Regions from separate parts of the Mus musculus genome. Here region 1 is linked to region 2. A link is a contact called in public HiChIP or PLAC-seq data. All regions are on one chromosome and are shown on one strand. The core of a region is the stretch at or near the end of the contact, and the rest is flanking DNA. Distances in the headings are between cores, read along the strand shown.

Region 1 (6,792 bases), core at 783-3,282, 71 kb after region 2:
AAAATTTGAATTGTTAAAGCAAATACATCTATGGGGCCTTCAAAGACTGAGCCGTTCCTGACTGAAAGGTACACTTCTAGCTGACATGGTGGCTCATACCTGCCATCCTAGGACTCAGGAGGATCTTGAGAAAAGAAAAGTATATACTCACTTCCCTGGATCAGGGAAATAGCAAGAGATGCTGACTTACAAAGCCAGCTGTGTGTGGTTTCTGCAGTGACATGCCTAGCTTGAAAACAGCTCAACACTTCACTGCATGAGAAGAGACAGTACACGGACGGGGCTCATACTTACTGTTCGGAACTGTGACCTCTTCATGATTTGAGAATCGGAAGAGTCGAGAGTCTCATGAGAGGCTGTAAGGAGAAAACACTCACGCTGTAATATGACTAAGGTAAGTTGTCCATCAAAGATACATAAATCTTAGTGTGTAAATAAGATGGAGAGTCATAAGAGAAGAAGGTATCCTAAGCCAATGAGAGAGAGAGAGAGAGAGAGAGAGAGAGAGAGAGAGAGAGAGAGAGAGAGAGAGAGAGAAACAGTTCAGTTGGTAGGCTGGGGAGATGGCTCAATGAGTGAAGTGCTTGCTATAAACAGAGTTCTGATCCCCGGGACCCAGAGCTGGACTTGGGTCTGCAACACCTTAACACTAGGAGGGGGCTGAGACAGGTGGATACCAAGAATTACTGGCCAGCCAGCCTAGCAGAAATGGCAAGCTACAGGTTCAGCAAGAGACACTGTCTCAAAAATAATGTGGAGCAATAGAAGACACCAGTATTGACCTCTAGCCTCCATATGCCTTCAACACACACACACACACACACACACACACACACACACACACACACACACACACGAGTACACTACACAAAAATGTATGTGGTGCGCACACACTTAAGACACAAAGACCAAAACCAAAAGCGGTTCGTGGTTTATCCACACATGACAGTCTCTCTGATGCCCCTCTCCATGCTTCTTTAAAAAAAGAAATGATGGTCCTCCATCATTTCTGCCTGGGACTTCTAAGAAATACACAGAACATCTGCTTCTGTTTCTATCAGGTTTCTTGAAAACTGACTTAGAAGTTACAGGTATCAGGAAGTAACTAACAGTGCTTTTTGTCTGTGCGTCCAAGATATTTTTTTTTTCAAATAAACTCAAAACTCAGATTTAACTTTTGAGACAGGGGGTCTGACGGAGCCCAGGCTAGTCTTGAACTGGCTATGTTGCAAACGGGGACATGGCCCTTCTGCCTCTGCTTCTTTTTTTTTTTTTTTTTTTTAAAGATTTATTTATTATATGTAAGTACACTGTAGCTGTCTTCAGACACACCAGAAGGGGGAGTCAGATCTTGTTACGGATGGTTGTGAGCCACCATGTGGTTGCTGGGATTTGAACTCTGGACCTTCGGAAGAGCAGTCGGGTGCTCTTACCCACTGAGCCATCTCACCAGCCCTCTGCCTCTGCTTCTTAAGTGCTGGAATTTTAGGTGTGAGCCAGTACACCAAACTCAATAACAGAAAACTTAGTATAAGTGTTAAGACCTCAACTCTGCTTTCCCATAGATGGCAAGGCCATCCGGAAGAACGTCCCGCACATCCCCCGTTAACCTCAGCAGAGCCGTGGATACAATCCAACTGCGTATATAGGTCCAGAAAAATCTGCTTAAGAAAGGTAGAACAGATGGCTGGGTGACATCTAGTTGGAGCTAGAATGGAAGCCCCAACTATAACGGCAGAGGATGCTTGACCCACATTCACCTTCCATGGCCACCACTCTCCACGGGGCAGAACCGCCAGTAACGGCACGGCACGAACCCATCTCCTAACTACCCAAGCCCAGCGCTCTCAGCTCCAAGCTGGTCCCTTGACACCAGACCCACTTGAGCATCACCTGCAAAGTCTGTGACCAGGAGCAACAGCACCAGTCTCAGCATCACTAAAGCTCTTCTTCCTGCTCTGCTGGGAGAGCTCTCCTGTGCAGCGAACAGAGCAGTGGTCAAGTAGCCACCCGCTGGCACCGCGCGGGAGTGCGAAGGGGGAGGGGCGAGGGGCGGGCTAGAGGCTAGTCCGAAGAAGGGAGCGAGGAAGAGGAACGGAAGTTGCAGGAGAAGGAAGAGATGGGAAAGAAGAAGAAGAGGGAGGGTTGGCCAGGGAAAAAGGGAGGCATACACAAACACACGCGCACACCCGCACACACACACACACACATACATACAAGCCTTCCAGATTTCTAAGGTTTTTTTTGTAAACCTCTCTACAAAGTTCACAAAAGTGAACCATGCCCCCAACCTTTCACACAACCCTCACACAGTACCACGCCTGAACTCTCTACAAACCCCATGCATATCCCCACCGGATCCCGCCACACATCCACCACCTAAACACTCAACACACAAGCACAAGACACCCTGCTCACACAACCCAACCCCTCCAGACACCCCTCACGCCTTTTCCTCCCCTCAAGTGCTTCAAACACCCTAGCCTAACCCATCTCGACCATACTCTACCACAGCCTAACTCTTCCTCAAAAGTCACACGTGCCTCCACCGCACAGCCCCTCTTTCTTTCACATACCCCAAACACATCCTTTCGACACTCCAGATAACCCACATCTTACATACCCACAGACTACACAACCCAGCACCCCTCCTCCACACACCCCAAATGACCCCTTCCACACTTTCAAACCACCAAACACCTCTTCCCCCGACAGACTCCATACCCACTAGACAATTTGACATCCCTTCACCCTCCACATGTGCACAACCATCCACTTTCCAAGCACCCACCTCACCCCTTCCACCTACCCCACACATATGATGACCACAACCAGAACCCCTTCTTCACCACCCTTCCACACACTTCAAACACATCACCACCACCCCAACCCTCCAGCCCCTCACATATTCCACAACCACCCCACCACAAAACTACCACCTACCTCAGGATCCACCACTCCAAACTTCCATATCCCGACGCATAGCCTATGCCGGGTTGAGTAGCTATTTCTATGCACTTGTCCACACAAAAACTCCCACAGCTAAACAAGCTACCTCTCCACCCCACACATACTCTCTACACTCTCCACACCCAATTACCATAAAATCCACCATCCCTCCACCACATTCCCCAAGTGACCCCCACCCTTTCAGCCTACCAAATACACAACCCAGTACTCCTTCACTTCTCCACACATCAAACACACATTCCCACCCACCTTCTAAATGCACACACACACTCACTCACTCACACTCACTCTCAAACATACTCATGTATATATACACACACATCATACACACTCACATACACATACATGCACACTCACACATTCTCACACACTCACACACACACATACACTCTCACACAGAATCTCACACCCATACCCACTCACCCACATATACACACTCACATGTAATGTCAGAACTCAGGAGGCAGAAGCAGGTGGATCTCTGAGTTCAAGGCCAGCCTGGTCTACATACAGATTGAGTTCTAGGACAATGAGAGTTGCACAGAGAAACCCTGTTTCAAAAAAGAAAAAAAAAAAAAGGTACCCCTCCCCACATACACCTCACAATACAGCACCCCTCTACCCCTCCACAAACCCCAAACACAATCCTCAGAGCCTCTCATGACCATACACCCTCAAATAGACCCACCCTTCCCCTCCTCTACATCCCACATAAAGTTCTACTACTACTCCGAACGCTCCAGCAGATCCGACCACACCGCCCCATTCCCTAGCCTTCCACACATCCCACACATCCCCACAGCCCTTCCAGTGCCACAAACACTCTAGCCCTCAACACACTGTCAGCTTCCTCCACACGACTCTCCACACACCTCATTCTTGGCCATCATCAAAATTGTACACACCCCACCCTACCCCTGTCCTCCTGTGCACACACATGCACACCACCAGCCCGTCCCTGAAAGACCCGGTATCTGCACACTTCACACAAACCCCACACCCCAAACACGTCTCCAGCCCTCTGAACACCCCACTCCTCCGTAAACCCCACAACTAGCACATGTTCCACATGTTGCCATCAGCCAAAATCAATCCCAACATCTATTTTGAGAGGCTATGTCAAAACCCTCAGAAAAGGCCAGGTGTTACCACACAAAGTTCACCCCAGTTCTCAGGAGGCAGCAGCAGACAGATCTCTTGTCAGTTCCATAGCCAGTCTGGTCTCTAATTCCAGATAAGCCAAGGCTACATAGTGAGACCCCATCTCAAATGACAGCAACAATGATAACAGAAAGGAACCTCAAGAGGCCAGATTGAGTAGCACACGTCTGTAATCACCACACTTGGGAGGTAGAGGCAGGAGCTCATGAGTTTAGGTCAACCTCAGCGACATAGCAAATTTGAGGCCTGACTGAGCCACTCGACAGCTGGTCTCAGAACACACACACCAACGAGCAAGAGCTCTGAAGTGTACTACAGGAAACGAAGATCTAACGTTAAGTCACCCAGAAGGAAAGTTTGGGCCACAAAATAAAACCACCCGAAGCCAGCATCTCTTTGAGTTGCAGACACCAGGGTGTTACTACAGGTTCAATGCCAGCCTGGTCTATAGCGCCAGTTTTAAGCTAACCAGAGCTACATTGTAGGAACCTGGTGAGTAGAGGTGTTCACTTAAGCAAAATGGTTTCTAGAGAAAGAACCTTAGCCTCTGGCTGTGTGTGTGTGTGTGTGTGTGTGTGTGTGTGTGTGTGTGTGTCATGTGACATGCATGGCTGTGTATTCTGCCTACAAACACTCATTTGGCAAGTTAATCCACAGACTGGAGATCACAGCCCCATTGGTCCCCCATACTCCACACCCGTAATCGGGTAACAATGTGAACACTGGGACACAGGACAGAACTCAGGCACGGCCACATCCACTGGAAACAGCAAGAGTCGTGAAACCAGCACAGCTGTTTGGCACAGTCTCATCCTAGCTGACCTCTCCGTGCCTTCCAAATCAGTACCGTTTGGGTAACTCATATGTTACCAAACTCAGCAGCCAGCACAAGATACAGCCTTGGCCATGTATTAAGCACACCTACTGTGTGCTGGCTCACTGGAAACACTGTCCAGAAGATGTCACCCTAACAGTGCTGGTCTCTACTTAACCACCACCAATTCCCCCAGTTCTAGCTAAGCAGCACCAATCGTCCCCGTAAGACAGAGGTTTTGCTTTAGTGCCTCTGGTCCTCTTGTTAATCACAGCCAGTTCTTCATAATCAGCTGACCAGACACCACCCATTCTTCTCACAAAGGGCCCAGTAAAGTCTTTGTTTCCTTCCGAAATCTCACAAGCCAGGTCTCCATCTACACAGCTCTCAACATTCTTATCTTCTACGTTCATACAGGACAGCCACTGAGCTCTCAACACCCAGTGGCTTTCTAGGCCAAAGGTTCAAAGTCCTTCTACGATCCTCCAAAAAACATGGTCAGATCTGTCACACCCATACCCCACTACTCTGGTACCAACCTGTCTTAGGGTTTCTATTGCTGTGATGAAACACCATGACTAAAAACCAAGTTGGGGCGGGGGGAGTGTTTCGTTGGCTCACACTTTCATATCACTGTTCATCTTTGAAGGAAGGCAGGACAGGAACTCACAGGGCAGGAACCTGGAGGCAGGAGCTGATGCAGAGGCCATAGAGGAGAGCTGCTCACTGGCTTGCTCCCCATGGCTTGCTCAGCCGGATTTCTTACAGAGCCTAGGACTGCCAACCCAGGACCACCACCACACACAATGGGCTGGGCCATCCTGCTTCAATCACTCATTAAGAGAATGTCCTACAGCTGGATCTTATGGAGGCATTTTCTCAACTGAGGCTCCTTCCTTTCAGATGACTCTAGCTTGTATCAAGTTGATATAAAACTATCCAGCACACCCTATGTCATATGCCCTCTCAAATTCTCGTGCTTATGCCAAGATCTTGTTCTATAGCCCAGGACTTGGGATCTCTTTCAAATTCTTAGGTTGGAACAGAGTGTGGTGGCTCATGCCTATAATCCCAACACTTGGAAAACTGAGGAAAGAGAATTGAGGCCAGCCTGGAGAGCGTAGTAAATACCAGGCTAGCCTGGTCTACAGAACGATACCTCTTTCTTTCTTTCTTTCTTTCTTTCTTTCTTTCTTTCTTTCTTTCTGTCTGTCTGTCTGTCTGTCTGTCTGTCTTTCTTTCTTTTATTTGCAACTCTTTATAATGAAATATATATTTCCAGAATATTTTATCATGGAATATGGTAAAAACACACCTTTAATCCCATCACTTCAGGAGGGAGAGGCAGGCAAATCTCTGTAAGCTCGAGACCAGCAGGGCCTTATGGTGAGACCCTGCCAAAAAGAAAAAAGAAAGAAAGAAAGAAAGAAAGAAAGAAAGAAAGAAAGAAAGAGAAAAATCAAATCATCAGAAAATAAAGTAAGGCACTGTCTGTCATTCCTGCATCGTGTGGACACTGTGCCCTGCCTGGGATGTCACCATCATGTACAGTCTCTTAAAACTCTATCTTGCAGCTGGGCATGGTGGCACACTCCTTTAATCCCAGCACTCGGGAGGCAGAGGCAGGCGGATTTCTGAGTTTGAGGCCAGCCTGGTCTACAAAGTGAGTTCCAGGACAGCCAGGGCTACACAGAGAAACCAGAGAAACCCTGTCTCGAAAAACCAAAACCAAACCAAACCAAAACAAAAAAGTCTATCTTGCCTCCAAGAAAACAGCCAGAAACACAGACCTGAGAAAGCAGCGGCTGAGTACTCAGCCCTCATCAGGACCAACGACATCTCTCCCT
Region 2 (7,123 bases), core at 4,229-6,728:
GTGCCCTAAAGCTAAGTCATAAATATGAATCCTGAGTTTTGTCTCATTGACCAGTATAATCTGTCACATGTCTTTAGGCAAAATCTCTCACTAGTTACATCTTGACACATGATACCTGGAAGACCTGTGGCCATCTTGTTTGTTAAGGGTACCATAGTTAACACATGACAGGGACTGGTGGGTCCTCATGAGTTTGAGGCTACCCTGGTCTACATAGTGAGTTCCAGGTCAGCCAGGGCTACATAGTGAGACCCTGGTTCTGCTGTGGGAAATAAGTACCTATTCATAAGTACTTTCTGTTGGTTTTTCTGTTCCTTACAGACAAAGCTTCCAGCCCCAAATCCTTCCTGTTCCATGCTCTGAACGCACTCTGGGTCTAAGCCATCCACATCAAAGACAATTCTGCATCATTTTGCCTACATGTTCCTGTCCCATTTTCTACTTGAAGACAAGCTGGAGACAGCGTATTGTTTCTAGTTCATGGAAAATTCCACAACTGTGAAGTATGAGTTTGAAGCCTGGTTCACTCTCTATGACCTTGGGAAAATTACACAACTTCTCTGTGCATAGACTTTTTATCCACTGAGGAGGAATTAGGTTAAATAAGTTAGTAGCCATGGAATGCAAAGGACAGCATCTTCCCTACCACCATAATCACTAAAGATACATGAGCTTTATCATCATCCTGCCCAGAAGCACAACCTTCTGCAAGGCAGGTTATGTTGCTTTCTACCCTCATTTCCCTTTGCTAAATATTCCTGGGAACAGCCAAAGTGTGAGACAAGTATAGTCAGTGTGGCCTCTTGCTAACGTGCAAACTACACGGCCGTCAGAAAAGAAATCTGATGAACAGAATGAGATTTTGTTTTTTGTTTTTTGTTTTGTTTTGTTTTTTGAGATAGAATTTAAGTATGTAGCTCTGGCTGACCTAGAACTCACTCTGTCAACCAAGCCGTCCTCAAACTCATAGAGACCCACTTGCCTCTGCTTCCCACTGCTGGGATTAAAGGTGTGCACTACTATACCCCCAAGTGGATATACTCTCTTATTCATGGGGGATTTAAGAACCCCCAGAAGATGGCAGAAACAAAAAAAGAACCACACTGTATACATACTATGTGTTTTCCTATGGATACCCATAGTAAGAATAAGTTTAATAAGTAAAATTAAGCACAACTCAAGATCAACAACATAAACATAATGTGGATCTAGATTACTGTAACCCCACAGTAGGCCTGAGAGCTGAAACGGCTGGGAACGAAGTAAGCGCTGATGGGCAGGGTGAGGTTATACTGCACGAGGGAATAATTCCCATCCGGGAGTCAGAGGGAGCTGATGGGAGCAGAGTTCCTGACAGAGGCCGCAATGTCAAGTTCTTGAGTTATTTATTTTTAGAGTTTCCCATTTGATACTTTTGGATTGTGGTTTACTGTGGGTACATAATGACAAGCACCGCAAAGCTGTGGGTAAGGGCCTTGGTACCAGGATGAAGCTCTGAACGCTCTGCAAATCCTACTCCTCCTCTACCCGAAGGCATGGGTGGCAAGGACTCCTCCGGGCTACGTCACTAGCCAGGGGCAGAAACCCCACAGATCAGCTCACAGCTCTGACACTGTTCAAGTTCCCGCCTTATGTTCTTGCTGGCTTTAGCTTTTTCATGGAGCCAAGAGTCTCTTCTCACCCTCTTCTCTGGAAGACTCTTTGCTCTGTCCCAGTACCTCACACCATGCTAGGCTACCTCCTTCCTACTGTAAGGGTCCATATTTCCACAAAGAACGAAAGCCCGGACTTGAATAGTATATAGACACAAAGAGTGTTTTATTCTGTAGTCCAGCATGCTGGGCTCTCCCATTACCAGAACAGAGAGAGTCAACCAAGTGAGCTTACAGGCCTGATTTAAAGCACATTAGGGAATTCTGGGGTAGGTGACCTCTACGTTAATCTGTTGGGTCCATCTCTATAGACATTCCATTACTGAGGTGTGAGGGGCTGGAAACTTGCTAGGGGGAGTCGATCTGGAAACTGCAGCTGACTCATCCATTGTCCTTGCCTCAGGCCAGGTGGTGGGGCACCTTCTGAGGCAGGCCTGGACTCGCCAAGAATTTCCCAGGTCTTGGAAACAGAGGTTTAGGCCTAGTCTCCTTAACTGTCAGTTTGAAGCCTGTCATGGCCGTCAGCCTAGCCTGCTGACTAGGACCAGGGAGGCCTCCCTCTTTCCTCATTTGCATATGCTTGTCAACTAGACAGGTTTTCAGGCATGACTGCCTGTCTCAGCTTAGATGCTGCTTGCTTCCCAAGTGCTCTGGCCAAAGTTAATTTTTACAAAAATCATGTACACTGCATGTTTTTATCCCAAACCAGGCTGCTCAGGGTTTTTTGTTTATTTTTTCTTTCTTATGGGGCTAAAGATCTTTCATTTATGTTTATGTGCAAGCCGCTAAGGACCTATGTGCTGTTCTCTAAGCAGGGGAAGAAAGCACAGGCCCTGTAGGAATCATCTGAGGTCCCTTCGGCACCCGAGGACTCAGCGCTCCCCATCTGGTACTTGTCTGAGTAGAGTTGTCTGTCTGGTTCTGACAGCTAATCGCTAATCCAAACTAGAACTGACAGAAGATAGAGAAGGTTCTAGAAATTAGCTTATCTCATGGCATCCAAATGAGACCCCCTTTTCTGCTCCCCTCAGAGTAAAGAGGGACCATTGAAGGACATTGGTAATGACGAGGCCAGAACTGAAGCATCAACGCTTGTTCTCCCGAGATGGAGATGCCATACATAGCCTATGTGAGCCTGACATACAGGCTACCTGGCTGGAGATGCCGGACCCTTCTACTCTGGGGCTGGATGGCAGGCGATAGAACTGCTACCGCTCAGCCTTCAGAGTCTGCTGGAGCTGCTGAAGGCATGAAAACATTCTTTCTACCTCTTAAGTGTTGCTCAGTGCCAAGGTTTGTTTGCCAACTTAAGGGCCAACTCAGTGCCAAGTTATGGAAGTCCTGGAAAGGGGTCAGGGAATACTGTCCCAAGCAGACAGTTCAAGTGACAAATGCTCTTCTTACCACCCCCCTCGCCCGCCTTCCAGGAAGATTACGCAATAACAAAACCAAATCCCCTGCTTTCTACTTCCAGGCTCACCCCTTTCTTCACAAGGAGACAACACCACGGAGTAGCAGCTGTTCATAAAGTCTCTATTCAGCCCTGCTTGCTTGTCCTTGGTCCTGGGGTTCAGCTAATGAGCTCCCATAGAGCACAGGCCAGCAGGGGAGGCAGAGATCACAGAAGAAAAAGACTCAGCTTCCAGGTTTCCTGTGGACTGCAGAATGTGATGGAAACCCCGCAGTGTTTCTGGATGAGCGCTGTGGAACACAGCGGGGACTGTTCACTGTTGCTCTGGGTCAGGGCTGGCACGCAGGTTCCTGCCTGTGAGTTTTCCCCTCTGAAAGGGGCTCCAATGAGGGAAGCGAAGCATCACCCCTTGTCCCTTGAGTCTGTTCTCCCAAAGGCCTTTGTGTCAGAGTCAAGTCTAGAAACTTCAGAAGGAGACAAGTCAGCCATCCTGAGACTTTTGCAGCAGCCCTCAGCTCCTCTCTTCATTTGACTCCCAGGCCTGCCAGGTTATCCTGCCCACACCATGTCCAACATGGGTTTGGGATCTGTACCTATCAGATTCAACCAGAGAACTGGAACTGGCATCGGACACGTGTTACCAGATTACCGAGAACTGCCCGATGGAATACCGAGTCTGCACTCCGTGAGGCCCCTGCAAGTATGAGACATGAGCCGGGACAGTCAGTGTCCATGGGATGAACTTCCCCATGCAACCCCTCAGCTCTGCTCTTACGGCCTTCCAACTGGTTGATTCAGATGTGCCGTGAATCTAGACTGCTCCCTTAACTAAAATGTATAGGATTAGGGATATTTTTCCATGTGTATGTGTGTGCGTGCATATATGCACGTTTTCTTTCATGTGAGCATGATGTGTGTGCAGGTGTCCCTGCATTATGTGGGCTTTCATATGAAAGTCCAAAGTTGATGTGGAGGAATGTGACTTGATTTGAAGTAAGGTCTCTCACTGAACCCAGAGCTTGACATTCCTGGCTCAGCTAGCTAGCCAGCTTGTCCTGGGAACCCCGTCTCTGCTGCTCAAGTGCTGGTAGTATAGACAGCCATCTTACCTGCCTGGCTGTTTGTACTCATGTTATACCAAAAAGTGATTCATCCACTAATCTATCTTCTTAGTCACACACATAAAATATCTTCACTGCAGTCCCAGACTAGTGTTTCAGTAACTGCAGACTGTAACCTAGTCGAGCTAATGCATGAGACTCAGTGTCATCGGCCTGACTCTGTCCTGCATAGCTGTCCCCTCCCTTGGCTGGAGCCTCCACTCCGAATTGTAGCTAGAGCCTCTTCACTTGTCCCCTGCTTCTTCTCCTGTCCTCTCTGTCCCACCCACTGCCTCTAGCTGCTTTCACCTGAGCAGAGGGAACAGTTGCCAGGTAGAGGGCAAGCAATCAGCCAACGCTCAAATCCTTCGTGGTGGGCAGAACAGCAGTTCCCTGGAGATGCCTAAGTCCTGATCCATGGAGGCCATGGCTAGGTTACAGTCCCTAGTAAAAAGGACCTTTAAAGGGGTGCTTGCAGGCCAGTTTTAACTTAAGGCTGTCCTGGTTTGTTTAAGTGGCCCACTCTGATCGTACTAGTTCCCATGGAGCTGGGGAGACAACTCACAAGCCCGGTGACACAACTTCAATACCCAGAAGCCATATAAAGGTGGGCAGAGTGAAACAATTTTACAGTCCTCTGACCTCCACACACACTGTGGCATCCGTACCCCACCCCTCACCTGCCATGGAGGAGGAAAGTGGATTGCAGAAACCGATATGCTGACCTTGGATATGAAGGAAGAGGGCCAGAAGCCAGCAGCAAGGGGAAGGCAACCTGAGTCCTCTAAGCACTGTCCCCAAATGTCACTAGCAAGACAAAGAAGTAGAAGCCAGCTTCTGAAAGCCTGCTGAGAAGATCTTGAGAAAGTCTTCAAATCATCATATTTAGTAATCCCCGGAGATGTTCTCCTCAAGTTCCCCCTTAACAGTCAAGAGGTTTTTCCTTATGTTTTTTTAATACAGAAATTCTAATAAAGCCACTGGAGAATGTGAGTGACATCACATTCTCAGATTAGACTTTTCTACACTGTATTAGGAAATGTCATCCTAGATGACTTTGGAATTGGTTAAGAATCTTCTAGTAAGAGATGCAGTCATATCAACGGCTTCATGTTGTCCCCTGAGGCCATGCTGGACTACTAGTCTGCAGAATGACAGCAAGCTTTCGTTGTGTCAGTCACAGCCTTGTGGTGACTTGCTGTGGTAGCTTCAGAAAACACACAGCACCCCAGGGGCTTACCAGTAAATGCAGAATGGAGACCCAGCTCCCTCCAGTCCCTCCTCACTCTGAATTCCACAGTGCTTTCCTAGCAGCCCCACCCCCACCCCACCTCGTCCCTCCCCCTGGCTCCACCCCACTGCAGCCACACTAGGAGGAAGTGACATCAATGTGGTCAATGTGCCGATCAGGAGTCAAGACAGTAGCTCTTTAATGTAGCATCAACGTTAATGCAACTCTCTGTGACAACAAACATAAAATATTGAGAGAAGAACGAGATCCAGCCGCAGGACTGGCTCGGCTTGCCTTCTTTGCCACCTCTCTCGGCTTGTCGTCTTTGCCAACTCCTGTAGTTTGTAGTTCGGGTTTCCAGCTTTGCCCTCAGATCTCTACAAGGCTTTCTTTCTCGCTGACTTCATCACAGTTTTATTGTAGTTACTCTTTTCCTCTCCTTTCTTTTCCTTTCCTTTCCTTTCCTTTTTCTTTTTTATATTGAATCTTTCTATTGTGGCCCAGGCTGGCCTCAACTTTCCATCCCCCTGCCTCTGACTTCTGAGTGCTGGGATGATAGGCGCACCCCATCGCACCCAGCCTCAGCTACTTACTGGACCTTTTCTGACCATTTGCTTAAAATCATAGTGGCCCTCACCAGCGTCCTGTCACTTACTGTTTTTCCAGAAGGATGAACATGCCTAATTTATTATTTCATTTATTCACTGCTGTTTCCAGAAATGTCACCTAAAAATCATGCAACACGCGCAATGGTTCAGAAAGTATGTGTGGAAGGAAGAAGGGAGGGAGGGAGGGAGGGAGGGAATAGAAAAAAAGAGCTGAATGTAAAGCAAGAGTACTTTGTCAAGGCGTGTATGTGCATGTGTGCGCGTCTACATATGTGCTTATGAGTGTGTGAGAATGTGTGTGTGTGATTATGTGCACATTCCTGTATGTGAGTGTGTGTAAATATGTGAGTGTATGTGTGTGTGTATGTGAGTGTGTGTGTGTACCTGGATGTGAGTATCTGTTATGTGTGTGTGAATGTGTATGTACTGTGTGAGCATGTAAGTGTATGTGAATGTATATATGTGTATGTGAGTGTCTATATGAGTGTGTGTGTGAGTGCATGTTGGGGGGGGGTAGGGAGGACTTTCTCACTGCATTACTTGAAGGCAGAACTCCCTGAAGAACAGCAGTAAATTTTAGTTTGCTTGCAGAAACATTAATTTATGAGCGAGCTCCGTTTTGTCTCCTCCCTGGGGGGTAGTAAGCACCGGGAGCCAGCGTGTTCTCTTAGATTAACCGGCAGATGTGGACTGGTTCAGTGTTTTCTTTTCTAGGAATTAGCTAAATGCTGTTCCCACTGAAGCGCCAGGAAAGTTTGACTACCTTGTGACTTGTCTCAGATCCGGGGAGACCCAGTCCTTGCAATGTTGGCTTTGCTAATGCCCAGAGATTATATTCTATTCAAGCTGTCTCTCAACCCTGAAAACTAAAAACTCAACTTTGATATTCTCTCTCTCTCTCTTTTATCTATTTTTCTCACTCTCTCCCTTTCTCCCTCCCTCTTAATGAGAAAATTTTAGCAAAGACACTATTTAAAAGTCAGTGATATTTTGTATCATAGAAAATCTTGTTCCTCCTACTTAGAAGAGGTAGTGAGACTGTATTCTTTTTTTTTTTTTTAAGATTTATTTATTTATTATATGTAAGTACACTGTAGCTGTCTTCAGACACGCCAGAAGAG

What was found. HiChIP or PLAC-seq counts read pairs in DNA pulled down with a chosen protein or histone mark.
Region 1: an H3K4me3 HiChIP or PLAC-seq map of bone marrow-derived macrophages shows a contact between it and region 2, with 5 times the contacts expected there. The contact joins the promoter of Spink2 here to the promoter of Chaer1 in region 2. A contact is called at or near these places in 3 of 115 datasets of contacts at active chromatin or transcription factors (CD8 T cells, bone marrow-derived macrophages and embryonic stem cells) and 1 of 9 other capture datasets (liver).

What each region holds. Positions count from the first base shown.
Region 1 is chr5:77,209,439-77,216,230 of GRCm38.p6, forward strand. Spink2 (serine peptidase inhibitor, Kazal type 2) reads right to left here and starts at 2,033. Exons shown (of 4, transcript NM_183284.3): 1 at 1,894-2,033; 2 at 295-356. The coding sequence starts at 1,936.
Region 2 is chr5:77,134,827-77,141,949 of GRCm38.p6, forward strand. Chaer1 (a long non-coding RNA gene) reads right to left here and starts at 5,479. Exons shown (of 2, transcript XR_880410.2): 1 at 5,404-5,479; 2 at 1,795-3,757.